Regions from separate parts of the Ovis aries genome. Here region 1 is linked to region 2. Evidence: chromatin contacts called from public Hi-C data. All regions are on one chromosome and are shown on one strand. The core of a region is the stretch at or near the end of the contact, and the rest is flanking DNA. Distances in the headings are between cores, read along the strand shown.

Region 1 (6,641 bases), core at 1,835-4,334, 370 kb before region 2:
ATGGGATTTTCCAGGCAAGAATACTAGAGTGGGTTGCCATTCTTTTCTCCAGGGGATCTTCCCAATGCAGGGATTGAATCCACGTCTCCTGCATTGCAGGCAGATTCTTTACCACCTGAGCCACCAGGGAAGCCCCACTTATGTGATAACTATGTGTATTTGTTTATATATACATGATATATTTGCATTCACAAAAAAATAAGCAGTGGGCCATGTTATGTTTTGGCTCTTGGAATTCTATCAGAAGCAATGAAATTTCTTAATAATTTGCTTTAGTTATTATTTTGCAAAAATAAATAAAAGCTGTCTTGGCTTTCTTTTTCAGAAAAAAAAAAAACGGAAGGCATGAGGTCACTTACAATAGACTTGTGTTTTATGAGCGCACAATGTTTATCTTGAAAGGAAGAAGCAGGGGACAAAATTAAAGTATGTTTTCCGACAACAAGCAAGCTTTTCAAGCCTAAAGCTGAAAAGTACAAGTATTTCATAATGTTAACATTTTTATCTTTTTACCTTGAGTAAAGCAAGGACTAAGCTAAATATAGACATATCAGGAGTTATTTCAACTTTGCTTAAATCAACTAGTTAAAGCTCTCTGTTTAGGGTCATTTTCTTATCAAGCTCAAAGTATGCCTTCCAAGTACACCATATCCATATTCGAGGTTTATAGTTTGCAAGCCCAGGGCAAGAGGCTCTTCATTGTGCAGGACTGTTTACTTTGGTTGTTCATTTTTCATCAAGACTGAGCAAAAGGTGACTCAGAGATAGATGGTGTTTAGGTGCCCAACACTTAAAGCATTCTTGTCTCCTGAGTTTCAAACTCATTGAGAATATAGTGTAAGATACAGACAGATGGAGATGGATCATTGGCTTTAGCGCTGATACAGTTAATTGAAGAATGTTGTTCACCTCTTCGAACCAGAGAGCAGCTAATATTTTCTCTCTGAATGAAACACACTTTCTAGGCCCAGGCCCAGGCTGGGCCCTAGGTGCTCCTATGGTTGGCAGATAGTGGATGAGAACTGTCTCGGCAGACAAGCTCAATTTCTTGCAACCTCACCAAAAGAGACACCAGGGGTGTTAATAAAATGTTGAAAGAGAAAACTGTGTGTCCTGATAGGAAATATTGTTGTTGCAAACCCCTTGAGACTTAAGTCCTCTGGTTTTATCCAGTCAACCCTAAAGGAAATCAACCCTGAATATTTATTGGAAGGACTGATGCTGAAGTTGAAGCTCCAATACTTTGGCCACCTGATGCAAAGAGCTGACTCATTGGAAGAGACCCTGATGCTGGGAAAGATTGAAGGCAGGAGGAGAAGGGGACAACAGAGGATGAGATGGTTGCACAGCATCAATGGACATGAGTGAGCAAACTGCGTAAGGTGGTGAAGGACAGGGAAACCTGGCGTGCTGCATTCCATGGGGGTGAAAAGAACTGGACACGACTGAGCGACTGAACAACAGCAACACTGTCCACAGGCTTCCCAGGTGGCTCAGTGGTGAAGAATCCACCTGGCAACGCATGAGCCACAGGAGACTCGGGTTCAATTTCTGGGTCGGGAAGATCCCCTGGAGTAGGAAATGGCAACCTACTCCAGTATTCTTGCCTGGGAAATACCAGGGACAGAGGAGCATGGTGGGTTACAGTCTGTGGGGTTGCAAGGAGTCAGACACGACTGAGCATGCACGCATGGATAATCTCCACACCCCCTCTTCTACCTGAAGGCCCTCTTAAAAATCATCTGGGGCCAAAGTAGAAATAACTGACCTCCTTTGTATGGGTTCCCATCCAATACATGGCACAACGTCTGCTGTAACAACTTTTTTTTTTTTTTTTTAAATAGTATTTAGTGGTTTCTGTGTTTATCTTCCCAACTAGACTCTCTCTGGGAACAATGGCCAGATCTAGTTCATTTCCGACTGTTTTTTTGGCCCTGCCTGAACAACAACAACAAGGGGGCCTGGGAGATCTTAGTTTTCCGACCAGGGACGTAGACCTAGGCCACTGCAGTGGAAGGAAGGAGTCCTAATCACCGGACAGCCAGGGAATTCCCTCTAGTTCATTTTGGAATACCTGACATCAAGCACCCTGCCAGACACTGGACACTAAATACATATTTAATAAATAGGTGAATGAATGGATTTCATTTTTAGCGCATTTAGTGGTGTTGGAGAAGGCTCTTGAGAGTCCCTTGGACTGCAAGGAGATCCAACCAGTCCATCCTAAAGGAGATCTGTCCTAGGTGTTCATTGGAAGGACTGGTGTTGAAGCTGACACTTCAATACTTTGGCCACCTAATGTGAAGAGCTGACTCATTGGAAAAGACCCTGATGCTGGGAAAGATTGAGGGCAGGAGGAGAAGGGGACGACAGAGAATGAGATGGTTGGATGGCATCACCAACTCGATGGACATGGGTTTGGGTGGACTCCGGGAGTTGATGATGGACAGGGAGGCCTGGCATGCTGCAGTTCATGGGGTCACAGAGTCGGACACAACTGAGCGACTGAACTGAACTAAGTCCTCCAAATTCCTCTTTCAACAATATGGTTAGATAGCGGGAGGGGAAAAGAGATCCATAACAGCGTCTCCTCCTAGCGTTGTGAAAAACCATGATTTGCCAATCATTGTAAATGCAGGAAGGGTTTTGTGCATAAAAACACTGGTGCCAGTGCAGCACTGTCTGGGGCACGGCCTCCTTACAGCACTGTCCAGTCGCCGGCACAACTCAGTTTCAAGGATCCCTGCCAGGCCAGAAGAGCGCACCGCGCACGCGCAGTCACGGGGGCTCGCGCTTGTCCTCCGCCCCTCCGCCCTCCAGGTGGCGCTGCCGGCCCGTTCGCCGCCGCCGCCGCCGCCGCCGTCGCCGCCGTCTCTAGCCCTGCTAGACTGGGGCGGCGCCGGCTGCCTTGGGGGCCGCGCGACCGCCTTCGCCGCTAGGAGGGCGTGGGTTCCTGGCTCCCGGAAGCGGCGGCCGCGGCGTGGAGCCGAGCGGGCGTCGGTCCCCGGAGCGGCAATGCGCGGCGGCCGGAGGCTGTGACCTGAGCGCGGCGGCCCTGCGGGGGCCGCGGAATGGCGGCTCTTTGAGGCGGCAGCGGCGGCGTCTCCGACTCCCCGGGCGCGGCGCGGCGTGGCGGCGGCCGGGGTGATGCTGCTCAAGCTCTTGCAGAGACAGACCTATACCTGCCTGTCCCACAGGTATGGGCTCTACGTCTGTTTCGTGGGCGTCGTTGTCACCATCGTCTCCGCCTTCCAGTTCGGAGAGGTGAGTAGCGGTGCGGGAGCCCTTGCCAGGGCTCCCTGGACTGGCAAGACCGCGCGGTGTCCCGGCCCCGGCGCGCTGCACTCTTGCCTCCCCATCCTCCCTGCAGACACAGAGATGAGCCCAGCGCCTGCCCTTCCCTCGGGGGCGCCGCCAACTCAGACAGCTCCTCTCCGGGCTGCGGCTTCAGCATCTGGGGTCCAGATCTCGCCTCCCGACGGTTTGGGAGATCCGCGCTCCTTCTGCGGAATCCTTTTCCCTCCAGGTGCCTTCAGCAGGGTCCCCGAGTCATTTGACTTTCTCCCTAAGGCCTTGTTGTGCACGCAGCCCCCCTCCCGGGACCCAGAGTTCCTAAATTTCACCGAATTCTCAGTCCTTGCCCCTCCTGCGGCTTCCTCCTCTAGTGTCTCCCTTGTAACCTTTTCCCTTTACAGAGGCGCTTTATATTCTTAATCCCGTTTCTTCCCGGATGTCAAAACTTTGTCCAAGAGGGGTGTTTTCTTGGCCCGAGAATTTGCTATGGGCAGAGTGTACTGGCCCCATATTTAAAGGACTTACATGTGAAAGGTTTTGTTGTTTTTGTTTTTTTTCCTTACATTTTTGCTCTCTTATTAGAGGCTGTACTGGTAGGTGTACATACACTGGTGTGGGAGCGCCCCTGACAGCTCCTGCTCTTCTCTATAATGAGATAGCTGAGGCCAGGGCCCCTTCATGTGACCGTGACGCCCTTAACCATCTTGGACTCCAGCGCCCGATCTCTTGGGAACCAGCACAAGCCTTCAGGTCATGGGATATGCTAATAACTTAGATTCCGGATCGCACTAGCCCAACCTTTCCTAATCTGCTCATAGTTGATAATGCTTAGAGTAACTCGGGATGACTGTAAACCCCAGAGGGTCCAAGCAACAGGTTTGGCAGATGGAAACACCCAGGTTTAATAGCTTTTGTGCCCCTCTGGATATGGACTTTAAACATTTTCTTGAGTGAAACAGCCCTTTGGTTGAGGTTGCATAGTTATTTCACAATTGACCATCCAATATGGTATTCTTCGTAGTAAACAAATGTGTAGGAGACTAGGAGTAGGTGAGAACTGAAAGTGTACCTGGATGTGATTTTAGAGAACACCTCATTTTAAAATGTGGCCGTAGCAACTGGAAGACAGTTGTGTTTTCAGGTTGTTATAAATCCATCTCTTTGTTTTAATATATATATGTATTTTGGGGGGTGAGTGGGTGGGTAAGAGGTTGCAAAACGTTATAAAATGAACAGAGTGCTGTTCAGAAATCCCACATTATACATTTGCTATGTACACAGAATATATATACATTTCCAGCATGAAGTCGACTCATGATGGATTCTGGGCTCCATAAGAGAGGGCGCTGTCTTTAACCACTGTGACCAGGTGCTGTGTCAGGTAATGCCAGAGTATACAGTCTAAATATTTGTCTGATGAATGAATAAATTATATGGGACAATTTTCAAGTTTCCAGTTTTAGTAGTTCTTGGTCTAGGGGCTGATGAAAATAAGTCTTATTAAGTAAGGATTGAGAAAGCGACCCAGACCTCTAAGTGTGAAATATGTACTTAATATTATACCACCTGCTGTTCCTATTTTGTTTCATGTATTACACTTTAATACAGTGATGATATGTGTACCTGGTTATGTCCTATTGCTGATAGAAGATTTGTAAGGCAAGTGCAGAGAAAAAGAGAGCGAGTTGGGCAGTCAGGCAAGAAAAGGAAATTTATTAGCAGGAAAAGAGAGGGTGACTGGCACTTAAGGAAAACCAGCATTCTCCCTTTCTGACAGAGTCCTTATACCCCACCAATGAAAAAGTCTGAGGGATGGTCACGTAGCCGGAGGTCTGGAATCTGGTGGTCTTGCAGCTTTGAGAAGATAAGCGCCAGTGAGATAACGGGATGCCATTTGGGCAGTTTGGTTAGTCCCACAGATCACTGTGATTTTATCCTTTGTTTGCAAGGTCGACATAAAGAGCCATCTTATCAATGAGACCCCATGTAGGCCCTATCATTCCAGCCTTTTGATTTAGGATAAGGGCTGAAGGTCAGTCATCTGTAACTGCTTCCTGAGGGACAGGGGCTTCCTGGGGGTAAGGTAAGAAAAGGCTGGAATGCGGGTCAAGGGGATTTCTGTGGGGTCGTAGTTCGTGGATAGTTGGTGAAGGCTTGTAAGTGGTCCTGAAGAAATTTTGAAAAAAGATGCATTAAACATGGGCTGAAAGTTAGAATAAGGGTAAGTAGGAGAGGGCCTAGAAAAGGTAGGACCCAGGGCATCCAATTCCGATTGCTTACCCAGTTTTCCCATGAATTACTGAAGTGTTGGCATATTCTCGAGGCCCTGTTTGTCAGATTTCTTGCTGCTTCTTTTACAACACCTGATTTATTGGTGGAGAAACAGCAGGCTTCCTCCAAAAATAGGCATAGTGAGTGAAGTCACTCAGTCATGTCTGACTCTTTGTGACCCCATGGACTATAGCCTACTAGGCTCCTCTGTCCATGGGATTTTCCAGGCATTAGTACTGGAGTGGATTGCCATTTTCTTCTCCAAAGGATCTTCCCGACTCAGGGATCGAACCCAGGTCTCCCACATTGTAGACAGACGCTTTACCGTCTGAGCCTCCAGGGAAGTCCAAAAATAGGCATAGGCCTCGTTTTTCTGCTGTGAGGAGGTCTAATCCTCTTCTGTTTTGGAGGACCATGGCTACCAGGGAATCTAGCTGGTTTTGGATAGTGATAAGGCTGTTAACTATTTCTTCTAGGCTGTCAGTGAGGTCTTTAGAAAGGCTTTGATAGTAATTAAAAGAGGTTGTGTGTCCTGCAGTCCCTGTCCCAATCCCAGCGGCTATTCCTAAACCAATTAATAGAGGAATGAATTGAATTGCCCGTCTGGGTCAGTTATGAGTTAGTGGGATAGGAAGGGTCTTATTGTTAGGAGCAATAGAAATATCTGGGGCCAGATATACCAGGGTGCATGTTCCTGTCCAGTTAGTGGGAAGACGTAAGTAGTGGTTCGACATAAGAAAAATATCCCAGGAGTAAGAAGACAACAGCTGAAATCAATAGCAAAAGGGAGTCTTTCTGGGCAATTGTTAGTAGTCTCCGAAACTGACAGTGAATTCACCAGTGTAGCCCCTACAAGAGGAGTATTTACACCGGATGCAGAAGGGAGAGAAAGTAAGCGAATGTCTGCAGTTCCTGAGACTTGATAGACAGATCAGTCTGAAGGGAAGGAGAGATGTGAAGTGTGATTACAGAGGTGTGGCAGTATAGTTCCTAGTTGGGGGGTAAGAATTGTTCATAGAGTTTTGTCTGGAAAAATAGAAAGGAGCCTGTTACAGACGAATGTCAGAAGTGGTGGG
Region 2 (6,360 bases), core at 1,943-4,442:
AGTGCAATCCTTACTGAAATTCTAATTGCCTTTCTTTGCATTAACAAACTGATCCTAAAATTCATATGGAAATGCAGGGGATCTAGAACAGCCCAGACAATCTTGAAAAAGGACAAAGTTAAAGAATTCACTCTTCCTGATTTCAAAATCTAACACAAAGCTACATGATGGTATTGTATGAGAACAATACATGAGAACAGATATAAACATCCCTGTACTAGAACTGAAAAGTCCACAAATAACTGAAAAGTCCACAAATCTGTACATTTATGGTCAACTGGTTTTCAACAGAGTGAATGACATGACCATTTAACAGAAAAATCAGTTTCAACAATGGTGTTGGAACAGCTGAATATTTACATGTAAAAAAAATGAACCTGGGCTCCTACCTCATAAATTACACACAAAAAAAACAATTAAAAATGGATCAGAGACATAAATGTAAAAGACAAATCTACAAAACTCTTAGAATATGGGTGTAAATCGATGTGAGCCTGGATTAGGCAATATTTTTTTTAGATATGACACAAAGAGCGCAAGCCAAAAAATAAAAATACATAAATAGGGCTTCATCAGATTTTAAGTTTGTGCATTAAAGGATACTATCAACAAAGGGAAAACACAATTCACAGAACTGGAGAAAGTACTTGTGAATCATGTATTTGATAAAGATCTAGTTTCCAAAATGTATAGAGAACTTCTACAACTCAACAATAAGATGACAAATAATTCATTAAAAAATAGGTAAGGGATTTGAGTAGACATCTCTCCAAAGAAGATAAACACATAGCCAATAAGCACATGAAAAGATGTTTAACATCACTAGCCACCAGGAAAATTCAAACCAAATCCACCATGAGATATCATTCCATACCTATAGGATGGCTATAAGTTAAAAGTAAAAAATAAGTGTTGGTGAGGAAGTGGTGAAATAAGAACCCTCAAATGTTGGTTTGAGGGAAGCAACCAGGGCAGTTTCCTTGGGGGGAGCAGTGGGGGAGTTATTGCTTAATGGGTATAGAATTTCTGTTTGGGGTGATGAAAATATTCTGGGATTTGATAGTGGTAATAGCTGCAAACTTCATGAATATATGAAAAACCACTGAATTGAACACTTAAAAAATGATACTATTGTATGTGAATGATTTCTCAATTAAAAAAAAGACCACATAGTCTAACGAGAAATTCTCTGACAAAGTACATATTATTGCAAAGAAACATCTGAGATGTAACACATATGTGTGAAAATCACACATCTAGTTATGATTTCAAAATGTTGCTTAGTTTAAAAAACAATTATAAATGCACAGTGTGAAAAGCCCTTCTGAAGCTTATATTTACTATACTTTTATATTTATTATATTTCATAGGTTCTGCTTCATTCTGCTTGGAATTTATTCTGCTTGGAATAAAATCTAAGCAAAGAATGTAACTTTCACTAGCAATGGAACCCACTTAAATCTTAAGTTTCTAACTTCGGAAACTAGAGAAAACTACAGTATGGTAGTTTGCAAATCAATTTACCAAACGTACGGTTACAGAAGGCATCATAACGTAGTTACTTTAGGTCTGGAAGTTAAATGATCACAGTAGATGTCCTAGCTCTATCGCTTAGCTCTTTTCCACTTCATCTGTGACTGAGATAGGTGGAATTGAAGTTCCTTCTAGCTTTAACATTTTAAACTTACTCCATCTAATTGTGGCTTTACAGTCAAAAGAATTTTGGAATTGTTTTCCTTGCTTGGACTGTATTAAAGTGTTCACATTTTAAAATTTAACATATTATTATTGTACCATAACATTTGAAAGGGATTAAATCAATTAGACCAACTGATCTCATTCCGCTGAGAATTGGCCTGAGGCAATACCACCATCTGGTGGTTTCTCTTCAAACATAACTTTCTAGAAGACGGTTTGGCCTCATCAAATTAGGACAGGTGGTTTACATATGCCTATTTTAGGAAACAAATTTAATAATGTTGCATATGTTTTAAGTTAACTAATGCTTATGTAATTGGTCTTAAAAACTTGTAATTCAACACATTGTCTCAACAGCTATTTGTTTAGTGCCCAATTATAAGAACAAAAGAGCAAACAAAATAAAAAATACTTGCATTCATAGATGTAACAGTCTAGTGAGAGAAAGTAGACAGATAGGCATAATAAGTAAGTAAATTATGTTAACTGGTAAGTTCTACTAAAAATCAGGATAAGGCGGATGTAGGGTAGGTTGCAATTTTAAATAAAATCTGAACAAAAATTTGAAAGAGGTCACGTCAACTCTACACGCTTGTCTCAAGAATAAAATTCCACTGACGTACAATCTAAGTATCTAGCTTTAATTCTATCGTGCTACTATACTTCCGCTTCCTCAAATGTTCCTTTGTAGTAACCAGGGACTGCAATACCAGGTCAACATTAACAAGGTTATTAACATATTAACAGGATAATAAAATATTAACAAGGACTGCATTGTGAAAAATGACTGTGCCCTAAAAATACATACCTTTCCTAGAGTAATGACTTTAGTATCAGGAAAGGTACAGGTGGAAGAAAGGAGGGGCTCTAACGCTGACCCTACAGACCACTGCGACGCCTAAAATCTCAATAGCCGCCTCACTGTAAGGCTGCTCCGCAATGGTGGCGCAGGGCTCTTCCTATCATTACTATGTAGTTCTATTTCCTGATCCGAGAAAGGAACCGGGGAAAATCAGGTAAACTCCGTAGGGTGCTTCTGGACCAGGAATTTCTGCGACGCCGCAACCTGCGCCCGCGCCCAGTCAGACAGCCGCATCCAGGCCCGACGCGCATCCCTGGTTGGCGGATTCGTCACTTCTTGGTGTCAGAAGTTAAAATGAAAATTCTAATTTCTCTACTTCGGAATCACTTCTTTTCCAAGAAAACAGAAGCAAGAGCAACTCGGAGTCCTTGAATCTTTTTTTTCCTCTCGTGACTCCCACAATATCTACACCACGTTTTCCGGGGATTGCGTCGAAAGCGACGACGCGGACGCTCAGGCCTCGGTTTCCAGCGCGCAGTCGCGGCGGCCCTCGCTCCCGCCCCTGCCGGGAGGTCCGACGTGGAAGTTGCTGGCTGACCCAGCTTCCAAAGAAACTGTCTGGGAGCCAAGAGTCCGAGCCGGTGCCGGAGCGCAGGCCTAGGCGAGGGGAGGTGGCGGCGCCGAGACTCGAATAGGAGTCGCTGCCGAGGTCGGGGCCGGTCTCTGACAGTGGACGAGGGCGGACAGGCGGTTCATCATGGGTGAGAGATCTGAGAAGGGAGCCTGGGCGCACTGAGAGGCCGAGGCCGAGGGGGCTGGGGTTGGGGAGAGGAGGAACAGAGGGGCAGGCCTGGGAAGCCCAGCCAGCGTCTCAGGGAGCTGGTTGCTGAGGACTTCGGTCACCTTGGCTCTTCACTAGTGTGCGTGGACTCTGCCTCGAACCTTCGCTTCCTGTCTCCCCGCGGCGTCAGGGTTGGGTCACCGTGGGTCGGTGAACTTTTCCCTTACCTCCTCGGACCCAGTGCCGCTTGCTGGACGGAGTTGGTCTGCGAACTTGGCAACATGTCAGTCGCAAGTTCGCTAAGGTTTCTTGGGTGAAAGATGAGCTCTGACCTTGTAGTGGCAGCTTGATACTGTCTCCCTGGTCGCTGGGACAGCGTCAGTTTAAAATCCAAAAGGTGTTGCTCGTAATGTTTTATTGCCAACACGGCATTTATCTGCTTGCCTGTAACTTTTTCTGTAAGAGGAATGTGGCGGGGGAAGTGGGCAGGGAAGGTATTACTGGTCAGTGATGACGTTTTAAACCCAATTTTTGGAGTGCTAATTGAGAGAGCTACATTGTCGTCAAAAGCATCAGATAGAGCTTCGCTCCCCAATGGAGCCCAAATGAAGGTGCAGATTTTTTAACTTGTTCACAACTCTCCAAGTGATGCAAATTCTTTGGGTTATTTAAATACCTCAGCTATTTTCTGGGGAGTTTCCATCTTGCTCTGAAACATCAGAAGTACTGCCTTGTCTTTTTGCATAACCCTTTAAGTTTTTTTCCTACTGCCTCTTTTTAACCTGTGAGAAAGGATTTTGTCAAGTCACACTGCTTATGTTACAAACTTTCAGGGTTCTCTAGCCCATGGTGGATTCATTTTTCCAGACTTGTAGTTTAAAATTTTGTCATTTCTTTGTAAAATAACCAGGTGTTGTTTGTGAGCATCGTTTCTGTTGTCAAGTTTTTTATATTGTCAGTGTAACTTTTTTCTAATCTTTTCAAATGTCTTTTGGTAAGAAAGGGCCAGAGTGCTTTTATTGGGTGGGGAGGGGTAATCATTAAAGAAAGAACTTATTTTAAAAGAGCATCTTGTTTGATTGTAGAAATGATAAAGATTCTGAATTTCCACCTCCGTCACTAAGATTTTAGGGGTTATTTTATTTAAACACACATCAACAATTTAATCTATTACTGGGAGGCCCTGCTGACACAGAGGATGATTTTAAATTTTAACTTTTTTTCAGCTGTATTGAGGTATGAATGACAAAAATTGAGTATATTTAAGGTGTACAGCATGATATTTTGATATATATATACATTGTGAAATAATTACCACATTCAAGCAGATTAACATGTCCATCACCTTACAGTTACCCTTTTTGTGTGTGTGATGAGAACACTTTGAGATCTGCTGTCTTAGCAAATTTCAAGGGTACAATATGTTATTAATTAAATATAGTTACCGTGATGTACATTAGATCTCCAGAACGTATCTTCTAATGAAAGTGTATACCCTTTGACTAACACTGTCTGATTTTCCCCACTCTCCCAGCATCTGGTAACCACCATTCTATTCTCTGTTCACAAGTGCTTTTATATTACACAGTACCTTGTGTATAGGAAGCTTTCTGGTAATAGTTCATGATATGTTGAATGTAGCTTTATTACTAATTTTTAAAATGTTTTCATCAAAAATAATTTTTGTTATTTTTGGCTTCTGTCTCAATTTCTTTGCAAGTTACATTCCTTATGGAGAATTCTAAGTGATTGAAGGTACTTACGGTACTACTGTTGTACAACAATAATAATTGCTTTTCATGTTCAAGGACTTCATTGTCCCACTATCATTCTAATTTGCCCTTTAATTTCTAGGGATAATGAGGATATCATGTTAAGCTATCCATATTCTCTAGTTTAGAAAGTGAGCTACATGAGGGGAGTCATATTTCTCTTATTTTTTGCCTATATCTTCTGAGCCTGCCTAACATAGTATCCAGGACATTGTAACAATCAGTAATTACTAGTTTGATGTTAAATGATGTATTTCATTGGAAGCAGTGTTCCTATGAATGGAGGAAAATACTACAATGTTATTGAATTTAGTATAGCTTTTAAAGAACAAGATTAAATGTTTTGTGGATCTAGTTCTTGAAATAATATTGAAATACATTTTTGTTATTTTCTAAGGTGGCTTTTTCTCAAGCATTTTTTCCAGTCTGTTTGGAACTCGGGAAATGAGGATTTTAATTTTGGGATTAGATGGAGCAGGAAAAACTACAATTTTGTACAGATTACAGGTTGGAGAAGTCGTGACTACTATTCCTAGTAAGTGTTGGTATGATTAATTATAGGATAGGGACTTTTGTTTTCCATTGAAAAAAACTCTATTTCTGAATACATATGTAATGTAATTAATAAGATTTATAGACTTCTATGAGCATAATATTGATAACTTTTTTTTCATATATTTATGGACAGCTTGGTGTAATTTATGAACCCCTGTCCATGGCTGGGTTCTGCTGTTTAGAGCTGTTTTAAAAGTTGGGTAGAGTTAAGCCACATAATATCATTGAGAGCCAGTATCTTTATTGATAAAATGAAGATAATAAATATTCATTCGCTTTGAAAATAAAGCCAATGAATAGGGAAAATGAATCAAGTATATAAAATAATTCGTAAATCTGAGTAAAGAATTATCAGTATGTCGATACTAAGTTATACTATTACATGTGCAGTGTTTTTTTTTTTCTGTACTTGTTATTATTTGATTAAGATTAGGTTTTTGTTTTTTTTTTTAGTAATCCTATTGATTATTTTTAAAGATCTGAGTTGAAGAAACTGAGTGTTGAATTAATCTGGAACTTAAAAATATCAAGAGAAGTGACACCTTTAAATCAATTGATATCTTAGAAAAATATTCTTTAGTAGTACTAATTTACTACATAAGAAGACTGTTCTGTTACTTATACTATTTTCATTTTTTTACCCTGATCATTAGTATACTTAAACTAAGTTTAATAGTTCGTAGAGTTTGTTCAAGAATGTCTTTAAGTTACTCCGTCACTCAAGGTATTTCTATTTAGTACTATTTAAACTT

Evidence for each region. A called contact is a pair of places that touch in the nucleus more often than the background predicts.
Region 1: a Hi-C map of liver shows a contact between it and region 2, with 2.5 times the contacts expected there. The contact joins the promoter of GNPTAB here to the promoter of ARL1 in region 2. A contact is called at or near these places in 6 of 16 Hi-C or Micro-C datasets (blood, hypothalamus, liver and 3 more).

What each region holds. Positions count from the first base shown.
Region 1 is chr3:171,216,330-171,222,970 of ARS-UI_Ramb_v3.0, reverse strand. It overlaps GNPTAB (N-acetylglucosamine-1-phosphate transferase subunits alpha and beta), which reads left to right and starts at 3,084. Exons shown (of 21, transcript XM_042247144.1): 1 at 3,084-3,197.
Region 2 is chr3:170,848,020-170,854,379 of ARS-UI_Ramb_v3.0, reverse strand. ARL1 (ADP ribosylation factor like GTPase 1) reads left to right here and starts at 3,192. Exons shown (of 6, transcript NM_001126367.3): 1 at 3,192-3,261; 2 at 5,451-5,588. The coding sequence starts at 3,258.